Linked DNA regions of Mus musculus: region 2 is linked to region 1. The links are chromatin contacts, called in public HiChIP or PLAC-seq maps. All regions are on one chromosome and are shown on one strand. Each heading gives the region's core, a stretch centred on a gene start, on an enhancer-like site or on the middle of the called end of the contact. The rest is flanking DNA. Distances are from core to core; before and after follow the strand shown.

What was found. HiChIP or PLAC-seq counts read pairs in DNA pulled down with a chosen protein or histone mark.
Region 2: a contact with region 1 is called in an H3K27ac HiChIP or PLAC-seq map of extraembryonic endoderm stem cells, with 3 times the contacts expected there. The contact joins the enhancer-like site here to the promoter of Lyzl6 in region 1. A contact is called at or near these places in 8 of 39 promoter capture datasets (the C10 cell line, the HPC-7 cell line, embryonic stem cells and 5 more), 1 of 15 datasets of contacts at CTCF or cohesin (the NIH/3T3 cell line), 19 of 484 Hi-C or Micro-C datasets (the C2C12 cell line, the N1E-115 cell line, bone marrow-derived macrophages and 16 more), 8 of 115 datasets of contacts at active chromatin or transcription factors (bone marrow-derived macrophages, embryonic forebrain, embryonic midbrain and 4 more) and 4 of 9 other capture datasets (adipose tissue, liver, macrophages and 1 more).

Annotation. Positions count from the first base shown.
Region 1 is chr11:103,636,176-103,643,123 of GRCm38.p6, forward strand. Lyzl6 (lysozyme-like 6) reads right to left here and starts at 2,715. Exons shown (of 5, transcript NM_001356472.2): 1 at 2,649-2,715; 2 at 583-768. The coding sequence starts at 721. It overlaps 1700072I22Rik (RIKEN cDNA 1700072I22 gene), which reads left to right and starts at 2,761. Exons shown (of 2, transcript NR_131143.1): 1 at 2,761-3,136.
Region 2 is chr11:103,731,165-103,738,112 of GRCm38.p6, forward strand. It overlaps Wnt9b (wingless-type MMTV integration site family, member 9B), which reads right to left. Exons shown (of 4, transcript NM_011719.4): 2 at 2,459-2,715; 3 at 806-1,071; 4 at 1-59. Among named protein-coding and RNA genes, the nearest start is that of Wnt9b, 15 kb to the right of the region's middle. Within about 2 kb of position 4,222, at least 24 of the 459 cell types and tissues checked have an H3K27ac peak or open chromatin away from gene starts, as enhancers often do. A contact at or near this core is called in extraembryonic endoderm stem cells, intestinal villus epithelium, liver and 1 more, where this site is marked.

The sequences.
Region 1 (6,948 bases), core at 1,465-3,964:
TATGGGACCCAAACTCAGGTTTTCTGGATGGGCAGAGCATGCTCACAACTGCTGAGCGTTTCTCTGGCTCCCACGTTGTTGTTGTTGTTGTTGTTGTAAGTCATTATTTTAAGGATCAAACTCAAGTTGTCATGCTTACAATGTGACAGGTGCTTTCACCCCCTGAGCCATCTGCTGACCCCCTTAAGCTTCTCCTTTGCTTGTTTGAGACAAGAACTTGCTACCGAGCCCTGGCTGGCCTCAGAGCAATCCTCTTGCCTTCAACTCTGGGAACTGCATGCCTGCACCACATTCTTCACGCACATGCCGCCACCAGCCAACACTGGGTATCCGCGTGAGTGCTCGCTGCTGTGCTAGAATGTAAGCTCTGTGAGGGAAAGAATTTGGTTCACCTCCAAAGCAGTAGTGCATGGTAAGAGCTCAGTTAATAGCTACTGGCTGAGATGTGACATGTTGGGAGAGGCTTCTTGTTGCAGGGAGATGGTTCTCTGAACTCAACTTGGAAAGACAAATGGCGAAGGAAGGCAGGTAAGAGATCCAGAGGAGGGGTGGGGAGGAAGGAGCCAAGGAGATGACACTCACAGTCAGGCAGGGAGTAGCCCTCAAACCCATCCAAGTCCTCTTCATACAGAATCTTGGCCAAACTACAGCGATGGATGATGTTGCCATCATTCACTACCAGAAGGCAGCTTGCCACACAGATGAACAGTGCCTTCAACATTGTCCAAGGAGACAGGGCACTAGGCAGTCTCTGAGAGCCTGGGGGATCTGAGAGAGAAACCAAATTTCCTCGCTCACTCAATGTTCAATACCTGGTAAGTTTCAGTGCTCCCCACTCCTCAACCTCGATGTACATACACCCCGAGCCTACCCTGGAACTCAGTATGTAGCCAGCTTTCAGCAATCCTCCTGCCTCTACTACCAGAGCCTTAGTATCACAGGTAAGGGCCTGTTCTTTTATGTTCGTATCATGTTTTTTGTCTCGGAAAATTTAACATAAGAGGAGAGAGAGAAAGATTGAGAGAGAGAGAAATCTCCTGATCCTCCATATACCCATTGCTCAGATTCAAGAGTTCAAAATCAAGACCACTCTGGCTTCAGTGGCTGGTCCTCCTCTCATGGGTATTTAGGCACAAGCAACGTTTGGGTAGCAGGATGGGGAGTGAGGTTGGCAAAAGTTAGAGCAGATTTTGTTTCACCAGCATTTGTGGTATGGATTGAGCGTGTGCCTTCAGAGGAAGGGCAGGGACACGGGATGCCAATATGCCCCAACCCATACTCCCAGATACATGACATATGACCTTCACCACTGCAACCTCTGCCTCATGCCATTCCTGGAGGGCTGCTTGTAGGTTTTATTGTTTTGTTTCTGTATAAATGCATATCAGAAAACAAGCGAATATAATCGTATTATATAAATAATCTTCGCTTTAATGGTGTGTATGCCTGTGTATGTGTGTGTGTGTGTGTGTGTGTGTGTGTGTGTGTGTGTGTGTGTGTGTTTGAAGATCAAGGACTCTGAATTCCCACCCACTACCAGCTATCAAAGGCTGGGCTGCTGTATGACTTTGAACAACATACTTACTTCTCTGGTTCCCATGTGTGAAATGAAGATCTATTTACTAATACTTGCCCAATCAGAACGGTGTAATGAATAAGATAAATAATAAACAAAAAGATATGGTTTCACATTCCTTACAGAATGGAACCAGGACTCCTATAAATGTGGCAGATTCCCAGGCTACAGTAGGAGCATAGCCTGGGCAGTGATTGGTTTGAATAATGACTACTATTGGGGCTGGTCTGAGTTGGTGGAAGCTGGAAAAATATCAGGGCTTATATACATGGCCTTGGTCATTCCCGTATTGCGTAGCAAAACCCAATGTTTTGACTTTGCAATTAAAATTAACATTATCAGTGAGGGACAAAGGGACACTCTGCACCTCTGGATGGGAAACCTCAAGATGCATAAGCTCTAATGAGGTGTTCTGGCCACAGATGGGAAGCCTGGGTCCAAGCATAAAGAAATGAACCTAAACAGAAGGAAACATCTATAAAATAACTGGGTTCTGTCCTTCAAAATGTTCATTCTGTGAGCGCACACGTGGGCTGGTCCTGCCCTAGGATGTGTGTCTTTCTCTTTAAACTAGGTGTATGATGCTGAGGGCAAAGGCCAGGATCCCTCCCTCTCCTTCATCATATGTAGGGATGACGTGGCCTCTCCGGCGGCTTTGCTTGCCTTCTGGTCTCTTGATTTGTCCTTGTCACACAGCATGCACTTAGGACATTCTCTGGATGCTCTCACTACCCTGCTCTGGTGTTGCAAATAGAACAGATGAAGTCCTGTTAAATCAGACTTTCCGGTAAATAGCAAATATCTGTTTAATTCAGATATGTCCTGCAGCCCTCCCTACTCTGATGCAGAATGCACCTCAGAGATAGGCTTCCCCAAGCCTTGGGATGCAGGAATGTCTGGCTTGGCCCATGGAGCCCCTCAGGGATTCCCTTTGGGGTGATAGTAGTCCCCGAATGTGGCCCTATCCAGCTTCAAAGCATACCTCTCTGGCCCTAGCTCGCAGCCAGCCCAGGCCCTTCTGGGAGGATCTACAGGACAAGATGGTTTGTGGCAGGAGCCTCCTCTTCCTTACCAAGCACTCTCTGGCCCCATCTGGCTAATAGTTCTCCTTCGTCTCAAGAAGGCATGTGTTCTTGGCCACCTCAGCCTTCTGGAACTCTGGTTCTGTGACATCATCACTCTCCAGGAAATATGCCGGTTTGAACTGTGCAAACTGTGCAGGCTTTAGGTAGAAATGGTAGATGGGTCTGGAAGGCAAGGTGTAAGGCGGACCAATGGGCAGAACCCTGATACCTCCCTTCCTTTCTGAGAACAGGACAACCTTAGTTTCTAAAGAGGACCTACACATCCTGCCCCTGGGCTGCAGGGTTTGTGCTTATATTCTGATTGTAACTCTGCAGAGCTGTGGGACTTTGCTCAGGACCTATACCCTGCATTTTGATTTCTGTGGGCCCCTGTGCAGCTCCAATCTTTTGTAGAAAGTCTGTGGAGTCCAGAATCCAGTCCAGAAACAACCTTCAAGGACCCACACACACCTTCTTTTCCTCTCTCTGGGACTCAGTGAGTATCCCTTCTTACATAAACAAATTTGAGTTGTGTTTCTGTTACATGCTCACAAAGAAGACCTACCTACCTACTATAGCATGGCAATACTTTAGAATGGTGCCGAAAAAATATTTAGAAATTACTATCATTAAACAAGATACATTTCGAGGAAAGGTAATTACGGGTCAAGCATGGTAGAGAAACATAGTGTAATTTAGAAGTCTGGAAACAAAGCTCAACTGCCTGAAGCTGGTACTTGCTGTGCTAGCCAGCAGCCACTAGAGGGCAGAAGCAGCCCATGTCCAAGAAGACGTGGATTTAAAGTTTGGTTTTGCGAAATGCCGTCCCTTAGATGACCTAGCCTCCCTCTCGGAGTTAGCAGGCACCATTCTCTTTTTCTTGGTACAGCCTGAATGTCGGCTTGGGTTCCTTTGGTTCAGAATCTGCCTTGTTTGTCCATCAGCAGTAGGAGAGTTCCCTGTGTTCCCAGACCTTTTTTTTTTTTTTTTTTTTTTTTTAAGGGGCAGCAGGTTCTGGTTTGTGGAGCTGACAGGCAACTTAGTGGACCAGATGCTGCAGCATCACCGACTTAACTAGCTTGCTTAGCATATGGCAAACAGTGGGGCACGGGGATGAATGACTCAATGAAAGAGAGGGGAAAGAGACAGGGAAGTGCCCATGGATGCTGCAGACAAGCCTCCCTCTGAGAACAAATGTTGACCCTGAAATGAGCCCCGCCAGTGGGATACAGCGCTCAACACAGCAGGCAGGGAATCCATTTGTCTTCACAGAGCTCCTAAGAATCAGCTGCAGAGAAGTTAAGCCATCCCAAAGTCTCAGAGCTGGGAGGCGGTAGCCTAAAGCTGAACTTGTTTCCGACGACGTTACCAGCAGGCTTAGCTCCCTCTCAGGAGCAAATTGTCTTTTTTTTTTTTTCAAGAACTCTGTAGCCCAGGCTAGCCCCAAACTCATGATTCTCTTCCTGCCTTAGTCTCTCTAGTCCTGATGGGCTTTCTGTTGAGCACTAATGTCCAGCTCTTGTTATTTGAAATAGCCACATTTCATGTTGCAAATCTGTGATGTAGCTTAACATGTTCCCAATTGGTTTTTTTTTTCCATTTTCTGTTCGTTGAGAGTTGAGTCTAGATGCCTAATTAGATGAAGGTTTAAACTTTTGACAAGTCTAGCTGTCTTCCCAAAGACATTGCTTTTGGTTTTAGTTCTGTTATTGTGATTAAAATGTCCTGACAACAAACAATTTAGGAGAGAAAGGGTTTGTTTTAGCTTGCAATTCCAAGATACAGTTCATTACTACTAGGAAGTCGTCGTAGAAAGAGCTTGGGACAACTGGTCACGTCACATCCCCCAGTGAACAGTGGAGAGAAATGAGTGTCTGCATGTGCTTGCTTGCCTTCTTGTGCTCAGATTGCTTTCTCCATCTTAAACAAGGCAAGATCCCTTGCCTAGGGAATGGCGCTGCCAATACTGGGTAGGCTCTTCCCATATCAGTTAACTTGGCTAAGACAACCCGGGACAGACATGTCCACAGAGCAGTCCAAAGTAGACAGCCTCTCTCTCTCCCTCTCTCTCTCTCTCTCTCTCTCTCTCTCTCTCTGTGTGTGTGTGTGTGTGTGTGTGTGTGTGTGTGAGACTCTCCTCCCAGATGATTCTAGGTTGCATTAACATCACAAGCATGTCATGTCTTTCTTTTGTGACATTGTCAGTGAGTGGTTGTCGGTCCTCAGTGTCTAGCCCTGCTATTTCAAGCAGTACATGCTCTTAACTGCTAAGATGTATTTTCAACCCAGTCTCCCCCCCCTCTTCTTTATAATTCTTATGAAGCCGTTTTCTATAAAAGCCTTCATGATGTGTATTTTCACCATTGCAGACTATAAGATCTCTGCTACAACCATTTGGTTCTGTCAACGTGGCACAAAACCAGCCGCAGATAGTGCACCCATAAGTGAGTCTGTCTGTGACGCTGTAAAATTTTGCAAACACAGGCTGTGGCTAAACTTGGTCCATCAGCTAATCACTGATCCTTCTTATAAACAATAATGTATAGTGTGTCTCCTTGGAAACTAACCGTTGTAGTGTTGAGCAATTGTGCCTTGTGATGGCAGTTTTATACCATTTTCAGAAGTAGGATCCTTTTTCAAATGGCGCGTCATAAAAATCCATCTAGCCAGCGGCTGGAGAGATGGCTCAGCAGTTAAGAGCACTGTCTGCTCTTGCAGAAGATCCAGGTTCAGGTGTCAGCAACCATGTAACAGCCATGTAACAACCGCTAACAGCCATCTGTAACTTCCGCTCTAAAGAGTCCATTGCCCAGTTCTGGCTTTCATGGGTGCTGCATGCATGGGACCTGGGTTTTTTAAAAAAAAAAAAAAAACCTTAGTAATAGCAGGTAAGATAATGTCGTGAGTGTACCAAGACAGCCAGGCCCAGAAACAAACATTTCTCAAACCAGCCCCTTGCTTTACCTTTTTGGTTGTCCAGAAGAAATCATATGGCTGGTTCCATCAGTGTGAAAGGTGTGTGTCCTAGTTAGGGTTTGTATTCCTGCACAAAACATCATGACTAAGAAGTAAGGTGGGAAGGAAAGGGTTTATTCGGCTTATACTTCCACATTGCTGTTCATCACCAAAGGAAGACAGGACTGGAACTCACACAGGGCAGGAACTTGGAGGCAGGAGTTGATGCAGAGGCCATGGAGGGGTGCTGCTTACTGGCTTGCTTCTCCTAGCTTGTTCAGCCTGCTTTCTTAAAGAACCCAGGATTACCAGCCCAGGGAGCTGGCAGTGCCCACAATGTGCTGGACCCTCCTCCCTTGATCACTATTTGAGAAAATGCCTTACAGCTGGATCTGATGGAGGCCTTTCATCAAGGGAGGCTCCTTTCTCTGTGAGAACTCCAGCTTGTGTCAAGTTGACCCACAAAAGCGGCCAGTACAGTATCAGAGGCTACCTAACAGTGCATCAGGTCGCAGGCAGAAGGATCCCTATGCCCGAACAGTTTTTGGGGGGGTGGGTGGGTGGGTTACAAGACTGAATACAAGTTTAGCCTGAGCTACCCCTGGACCTGTGCCCCCAAATCCAGAGTTCCATATCCAGCCTTCGCAGGTCCTGATGCAAGTGATGAGAGACTTACATGCCTGGCCCTTCCTTGGGCCAGCAGCATCTGACTGCCATCAAAGACTCACTGCCAAGCCTATGCTTGCAAGACTGAAAATGGTTTCCCACGCTTAAGCCCGAGTTGTCATCGCTAAGCTGCTTGGGAGTCCAAAGCTTCTTTTCCCGTGTTCCACTAGCCTGTGGCACTGGTCTCTCCTCTGGTGCCCAGCATGCACTGGCTTCCCCATTGTAGCTGTCACTTTCAACCAGCTTGTCCTTACCGCATTTCTCTGCCCTTCCTCTGTGGCCTAGCTGTTTATGGTATGGACTGTCTATGGTATGTATATACACCGTGATGTCCCAAAGGTCCCACCCTTTATATTGCTCTGAGACAGGGAGCCATATACCCCAAGCTGCTCTCAAATTTGGCAAGTAACAGAGAGAGGGTGGCCTTGAACTTCTGACCCACCCGCCTCTGTACCCCAGAACTGGAATTACAGGCACGCAGTGCTATGCTTGGTTTATACCAAGCTGTGACTCAGGCCCAGGGCCTTATGCAAGTGTTCGACCTACTGGGCTACACACCCCCAGCCCTTCCTTTTGTTTTTGTGAGACAAGGCCTCATTCGGTAGCCCAGACTTTACTGGAAAGCATATGGGAGCTCACCTGCCTGAGCCTGCTTACCATACCCCTCCCCATGCTGGTATTAGAGGC
Region 2 (6,948 bases), core at 2,972-5,471, 96 kb after region 1:
GCACAGGAGCCTGACACACCATGGCACTTGCAGGTTGTTCTCAGGCCGCTCTTCACAGCCTGCAGGGAGAGCCAGAGTAGGGGTCTGTCAGTGGGTCTAAGCAAGCCGGGTTTGCTGTGACAGTTCTGCCAAGGAGTGTCAACAGAATAAAGAGGCAGGAAGACCCACGTGAAGGTGACAGCGCCAGGGTCACAATGACCCGGGATCCTCAAAGTATCTTTGTGTAAAGTTGGAAAAATTTTCCCTTCCTCTAAGCAGTGCACACCTAGGCAAGGGTAGTGTGGGCCCTATCTCAACCAACAACAGCTCTTCCCCTTGGCCCAGAGTTCTTCTGGAGTGTTCAGCCTGCACAACTGAACACGGCAGCCTGATTTCCTAAAAGAATTGGAACTCCGACCCTTCCCTGCCCTCTCACTCCATAGACCTAGAGACTCATTATTTCTCATGGCTATGTGACCTCATCTAAGCCCCTCCCCTTTTCTGGGCCTCCTTTCTCTCTCCTATTCACAAAATGGAGGAAGCCTGGTCATTGTCATATCCAAGTTGTCAAATGATGCTGGCTTTGTCCTTGGAATAGAGACGCCTTTCCAAACACATTCCTATCCTATCATGGCACGATGCCAAGCCTGGCTCGACCAGGATGATACCCAGGATTCTGTGCTCCTAGTGCTCAGGAATACGCAGAGAAGGTTCACAACGGGGTCTGAAGTTCATCTGTGTGTTGGGTGCAGGGCACTGACTGGCCTCCCGTGGATCTCCCTGCCTCGGCACCATCCTTTAGGCACTAGAGAGGGTATTCGCTCACCTTGATGCCCACGTGGGTGTTGTGGGCGTCAGCCCTCGCCCTCAGGTCCTTGCTTCCTCTCTTGGGCCCCAGGAAGTTGCTGAGGAACTTGGTGCTGTACTTCAGATTGTCACCACACACACCCCACTGCCAGGCCTGCCGGCTCTCCAGGCCTGGGGAGTCGTCACAAGTACAGCGCTCCATGCGCCCAGCACTGCAGGCCCTGGCCAGTGCATGCGTGAGGGCAGCTGCAGACACTGCATACAGGAAGGCCGTCTCCTTAAAGCCTGTGCGGGAGAAAAAAAAAGCTTAGAGGCCATCTGCAGCCCTCCGAAAGCGGGAGTTATGTGGCATGTATGGCAAAGAGGTTGACGCAGTGTGAGCCTAAAGGCCCGGCTTCCTAAAGGCTATGTAAGGCTTCCCCTGTTACCTGTCCCTCAGACCCAAGCTGAAAAGCTGCCCCTTAAATGGCCTCCAGATTTACACCGAAGCATGTCCTAAGCTCTCAGAGGGCAGCAGGACAGAGCTGCTAATCTCAGTAACTTATGCAAAAGAGCGACCTGGGCACCTGGGACGAGGCCAGGCTGAGGCTGAACAGTCATCTTGACTTCAGGTGCTTTCGTGACAAGTTGGACGACCTGTCTCTGTGGATCTCTAAGCTGTCTAATGTCTCCCAAATGCCCTCTACCACCATCTGTAGATGACTGAAAGGCAGAAGGGTCTTGGGGGGTCCTGCCTGATATCTACCCAGTACTGGGACCACCACTGTGCTCACACTGTTGAAAGATGCCCCAAACACGTTTCCCTTAGCCTCCCACTCTCAGTGTATCTGGGGCACTGAAAAGCTGACGGCCGAAAAGAAAGGAGAGCAGGCTGCTAGCTCTCCCTCAGACCCTCCTGCAACGGAGAGCCAGCCTAGAGTGGGGCTGGCCATCCCCGAGACATCACCGCACTGTGATGTTTCCACTGTGTCTCCAGGTATGGTGGATGGCTCATACCTTGAAAAATTCCAGCACTCAAAGTAAAACAAATTGCAGAGCATTTGAAGCAAGTTAGTTCCAGGCCAGCCTGGGCTACAGGAACCGAGTCCCCCCACCCCCCCAAAACAAGTGACAGTAATAGAATGCCACACCCCTCCCACCAGACAATGGAGTCACAAGCTATGACCCATATTCATTTCTAGAGGATGCACTTTGCAAGGGTGACTGGGTTGTGCTCAGCCTCTGCCTCCAGCCCCTTGTGTCGTGCCTGGCTCCTTGTGGGCCTCTGCAGATGCTTAGCAGATGGATAGGCAGAGGTGGAGAAGGATAAGGAAGGAGGGGGAGTCAGGTGGGAAGGAGGGGATGACACATCAACAGATGTGACGAACAGTGACAGATGAGCGTGTGGACAAAGGAATCTGCCTGGCGTGCACATTTGGACCACTAAGTAGGTGGCTGGGGCCACCCACCTCCTCTGTCATCTCTTCCAAGAATGCTGAGTCCTTTCCTCCCTTGTGTTTCCTTTGTTTCCCTCATCTCCCAAACCGCCACCTTCAACAGACATTACTAACTCCCCAGGTCCCTTCTCATTTGGGACTGTGCCTCAGTAGTCAGCACAACGAGACCAGGGCATAACCTTCTCACCACCCACAACCTCCTGCCAGTCCTCTTCCTCCCCCGAAGTCCTCCCTACCTCTCTGGAGCAGGCCAGTCCTCCCCTCCAGGCTGCAGTTCCAGCGCTCCTGCCTGAACTGGAACTGACATTCCAGCAGCCCCAGGTGTGCAGCATCCCTCAGGGTCTCAGCCAGGCCGGGCTCCCGCCTGCAGAGCTGCTTCTGCCGCCTGGACAGCTTCAGTAGGTCACACTGCTTCAGGTGAGCACCAGCCTGTGCCGGGGCTGCTGCCGTACCCAGGCCTGGGAAGGGTGTCAGGACCTCACGACCGGTCAGGCTGGAAAGGGTGAGAAGGAAGATGGTGAGCTTTGGGGTTCCTGCCCGTGGAGGACCCAAAAGCTGAGCATCCCACAGGGATGGAAAGTGACCGTCTTTGTTTTTGCCCCCTTGGGTAGCAGGCCAGTCCCACAGGGGTTATGTCCCCATCTTACAGAGTAGAAGACCAAGGGACTTATGTAGCAAGGATTGGTTACAGACCCTCAAGGCCAAGTTCTCCAGATTCTGCTCTGCATTCCTTATCTACCCTCCTTTGGCAACTTGCCCAACTGGAAAAGCCACCCTGATTGCTTAGTAGAAATACAGAGCCAGGCTGGGTGTGGTGGTGCATGCCTGCAATCACTGCACTTGGAGGGTCCAAGGCAAGAGAATGCTATGAGTACAGGGCCAGCCTGGGCTACACAGCAAGATTTATTTCAGATAAACACAGATTTCTAAGACCCGCACCTGAGTGTTGTTTCCATAGGTCCATAGCAGGGCCTGGAAATCTGTATTTTTTGGCACAACCGGGGAGCTGCTGTGTTGTGCAGGCACGGAAGATGTTACAGGTAGCATTAGTTGATTCCTGGAGGGGAGTGTCACCTTGCTACTGGGGCTAAGCACAGGGGATGCAGACAGAACAAACACCCAGCCAAGGTCCCTGGATCCCTCTCTCCCCCTGTGTTCTGTCACTGCTCAAGTAAGCCCATGCCAGTCTAGCTTGTTCCCGGGTCCCAGGTAGATCATCAACCATCTGGCCATGTGGTGCTTGGCACAAGTAGAAGTTTGGGAAAAGGAAGAACAAGAAAAGGAGAGAGGGGGGAAGGGAGGGAGGGAGGGAGGGAAGGGAGGCTGGGATCAGACTTCATGTTCTATATTCGAAGTCATCAATTCTAGAGTCAGGCTGCCAAATTCTAAGCCTAATCAATCCTGTCACATTCTAATGTCATCCTTGAAGCCTTGGCTTTCATCCATGACCCTTGACCCCCAGAGGTGCTGTAGGGACTGCATAGAAAGCACAGAGCCAAGCCAGGCAGGCAGGCAGGCAGGCAGGCAGGCAGGCAGGCAGGCAGGCAGGCAGGCTTGCCTTCCTACTGGCTGGAGTTTTCTTCTCCTCGGGATGCCTTACATTTTGAGTCGGCAGTGTCTCCCTTTATCTTGACAGGTATTGGAGGCTTTGTGTGGAGGTGATAAGGCGTGACTGGTCAGGGGCAAGGTGTGGTCCAGAATGAGGACTGTCCGCTCTCTCAGAATCTCTCTGTGACAGCGTGAGGTGTTTACTGTCCCCGGCCCTGCTGTACCTCTTGTGGATGGGGTGTACACCGTCACCAGACCCAAGCTTGAGAAAACCGCTTCTCTCTGGAAACAGTCGTCTCTCAGCCAAAGTGGGACCAGATGGGGGCTGTCAACATTTTCACTTGGATGTGGAACTTGCCATTTTTGTTCGTGTGCCACCGGCTAAGTACTGTAGCCAAGCCCTTGAATGACCAGAGAGGTCCTTATCCCACAGGGTTCAGGGCACACGGTTCTGCCGCTGGAGTCACCTGCCTGAGCCAGGACATTTGGCTAGATGCCATAGCAGCTCTGTCTGCCTGGGAAATAGGAAGCCTCACTGGAAGGTGGAGGTCCTGGCAAGGCCCCAGGTGCCCCTGTAGATTCCAGGTCTATCAGGTGCGCCCAACCCGGCGTGGAGCATATCTCCGAAACATTGAACACAGACAGATGCTATCGGCTCCCCCGAGCACAGCCTGGACTGGGCTCCCCTCCCAGACACAGAGAGCACAGGGGCCCGTTAAACATTAATCAGGGGGCAAATGGTTAAGTTTCCAGTCCAGCAGGCCCTTACCCAGACTCCTCCCTGCAGCCTGGCAGGAAACCCTCGGAGCCTGACCCTGGGCAGGCAAGGATCTAGCAGAGCCTGAGGTCAGCTCCTGCTGGGGAGGCCCCACCTTGAACGGTTTCCAGTGTGGAGGGCAACCCCAGGACTGCTGAGAACACAGGTCAACAGTCATGCAACCTCCAAAAGACTCTCTTCTCCACACCAGAGACTGGTATGGGGATAACTCTGGCTCACACAGTTCCTGGTTCAGAGATTGGGACGTTCCTTGTAGAAGCTGATTGACATTCCAGAGAAGAAAAGGGTATGGTGGGCATTTGGGCCAATGAGACTGCACATCCTTTAAAACCTGTTTTATAGTCATTAAACAAACAAACAAACAAACAAAGCCCAATAATAACAACAGAGGGCTGAGGAAGTGGCTCGGTGAATAAAGTGTTTGTTGCAGGATCATGAAGACGTGAGTTCAAATCCCCTGAACCCATACAAAGCCAGCCATGACAGCACATATGCAATCCTGGTATTCCTACAGTGAGATGGGAAGTGGAGGCAGGAGAATCTTAAGAGGCCAGTGAGCCTGGCAAAGAACGAAGACTGTCTCAAACAAGGTGGAAGGCGAAGACCGTCGCCCAAGGGTTGTCTTCTGACCCCCATGTGTATACTTTAGTATACATTTGCGCCCCACCACCACCACCACACACACACACACACACACACACAGAGTTAGGTCTGGGGATGTGCCCCAGCTGATAAGGTGCTTGCCTGGGTCCAATCACCAGTACTACAGAAACAGCTTTAATGTGGTCATGGCCCACAGTCATCCTGAGCTACACAGCAAGTTGTAAAACTGATGTGCAACTCAGTTCTGTGGCAAACCGCTTACCTAGCTAGGCTTGATTTTCAATATTCTAAAATTATTAATTAAAGGAATAGTTATTATTATTATTTTATCATTATGCTATTTTACATTATAACATATAATGCATTAAAATAGTGCATTCATTATATTGTTGTGGTACGTACACATACATAAACATACACATAAAACATATGCCACTTTTTGAGTGCCTACTACACTTATATTACAGACATATGATTGGGCTTTCGGCCACCAGTTCCTGCTGTGTACCATGATTGCCGTATGGTCTTTGCCCATAACTGTTTCACGTGACCCTGATGCTCTGGCCCACTGGTTAGATCAGCGGTGAACTGATAATCCTAGCTGTCTTTTTTCTGGGAGTTTGGCATTTGGATAATAAGAGCACACTCTCGCTTTCTCTTCCTTTCTCTCCTTTGCATGACTGGGCTTGAGACCCAGAAAAGAACCAGAGGAAGCTGAGCCAAGAAGGGAGAAAGAGGAACCAAATTCTTTGAGGTTGGCAGAGGTGAGAGTGTAGGGAACACTTCCGGTCCTGGTCCCAGCATCTCCCCAAGGGTCACCCTGCTCTTGCCTGGCACACTTACACTGTGGAGTCACGGCTGGGAGTTGCTCGGTCTCCCTAAGGTTGTTGTCCTTTGTGGTGGCATGCTGTGGCTGGCTAGAAAGTAACACAATTCCACCGGCAGCACTCGAGGCTCTACAATGCTCCCACTCATCAGCAGGCACCTGCTCTTTAAATTCATTGTAATAGGCCCTGAGATTGATGGCTCCAGACGCTCAGTATAAAGTCCGTTAATTTTATTAGCAGTAATGACACTTAGTAGCGATTAATGATCGGGAAAGGCAGCCAAGCACACAGAGGCCTCCAGCCCTGTTGAGCCCCAGTCAACCCAGAGAGACTCTGGGAAGAGGCTCCCCAGCATTTTCATGGGGTCCCCAAAAGGGCCTCGGAGGGCACCTAGAACTCAGTGTCACTTTTTTTGTGGGTTTCTATGTTACAGTTTGGAAAACAGTGCCTTGGAAGAAGCAGTGTCACCTCAGCGAAAGGAGAATGGCTTGTCTCTTTCCTTACAGGGTCAGTAAGGTCCCCTCTGCTCACCTTTCCCATTGTACCCAGTGTGGAAGGTTCTTCCTGACCCCGCAAGAATCCTGGGCATTCCTGGGCATTGCAGATTACAGTCTTTGCCAGCTGCTGCAGGGTCTGGCACACAGAGTTCTAGGCCTCCACCTTCCGACCAACCACATGTTAGTTGAGACGTTTGGGACTGAACTGGACAACTGAAGAGACTAAGGCCAAAGGGATTTTGTAAGGACAGTGCTGCTCTGTATTGATCAGGAACTCACACACAGGGAGCAATCTCACCTGTGACCAGGATTGAAATAACAAGAGGGGGTGGAGCTTATGAGCTTGCTAAGTAGGCTTTGGGACAGTGGCCACAGCAGTTCCTTAGGACCTCTGCCTGACTCCGTGCTCCGGAGCCACTGGGGCCAGGACCCTGTCAAGATGTCTGTGCTCTGGCCCAGCTGGGCTCCCACTC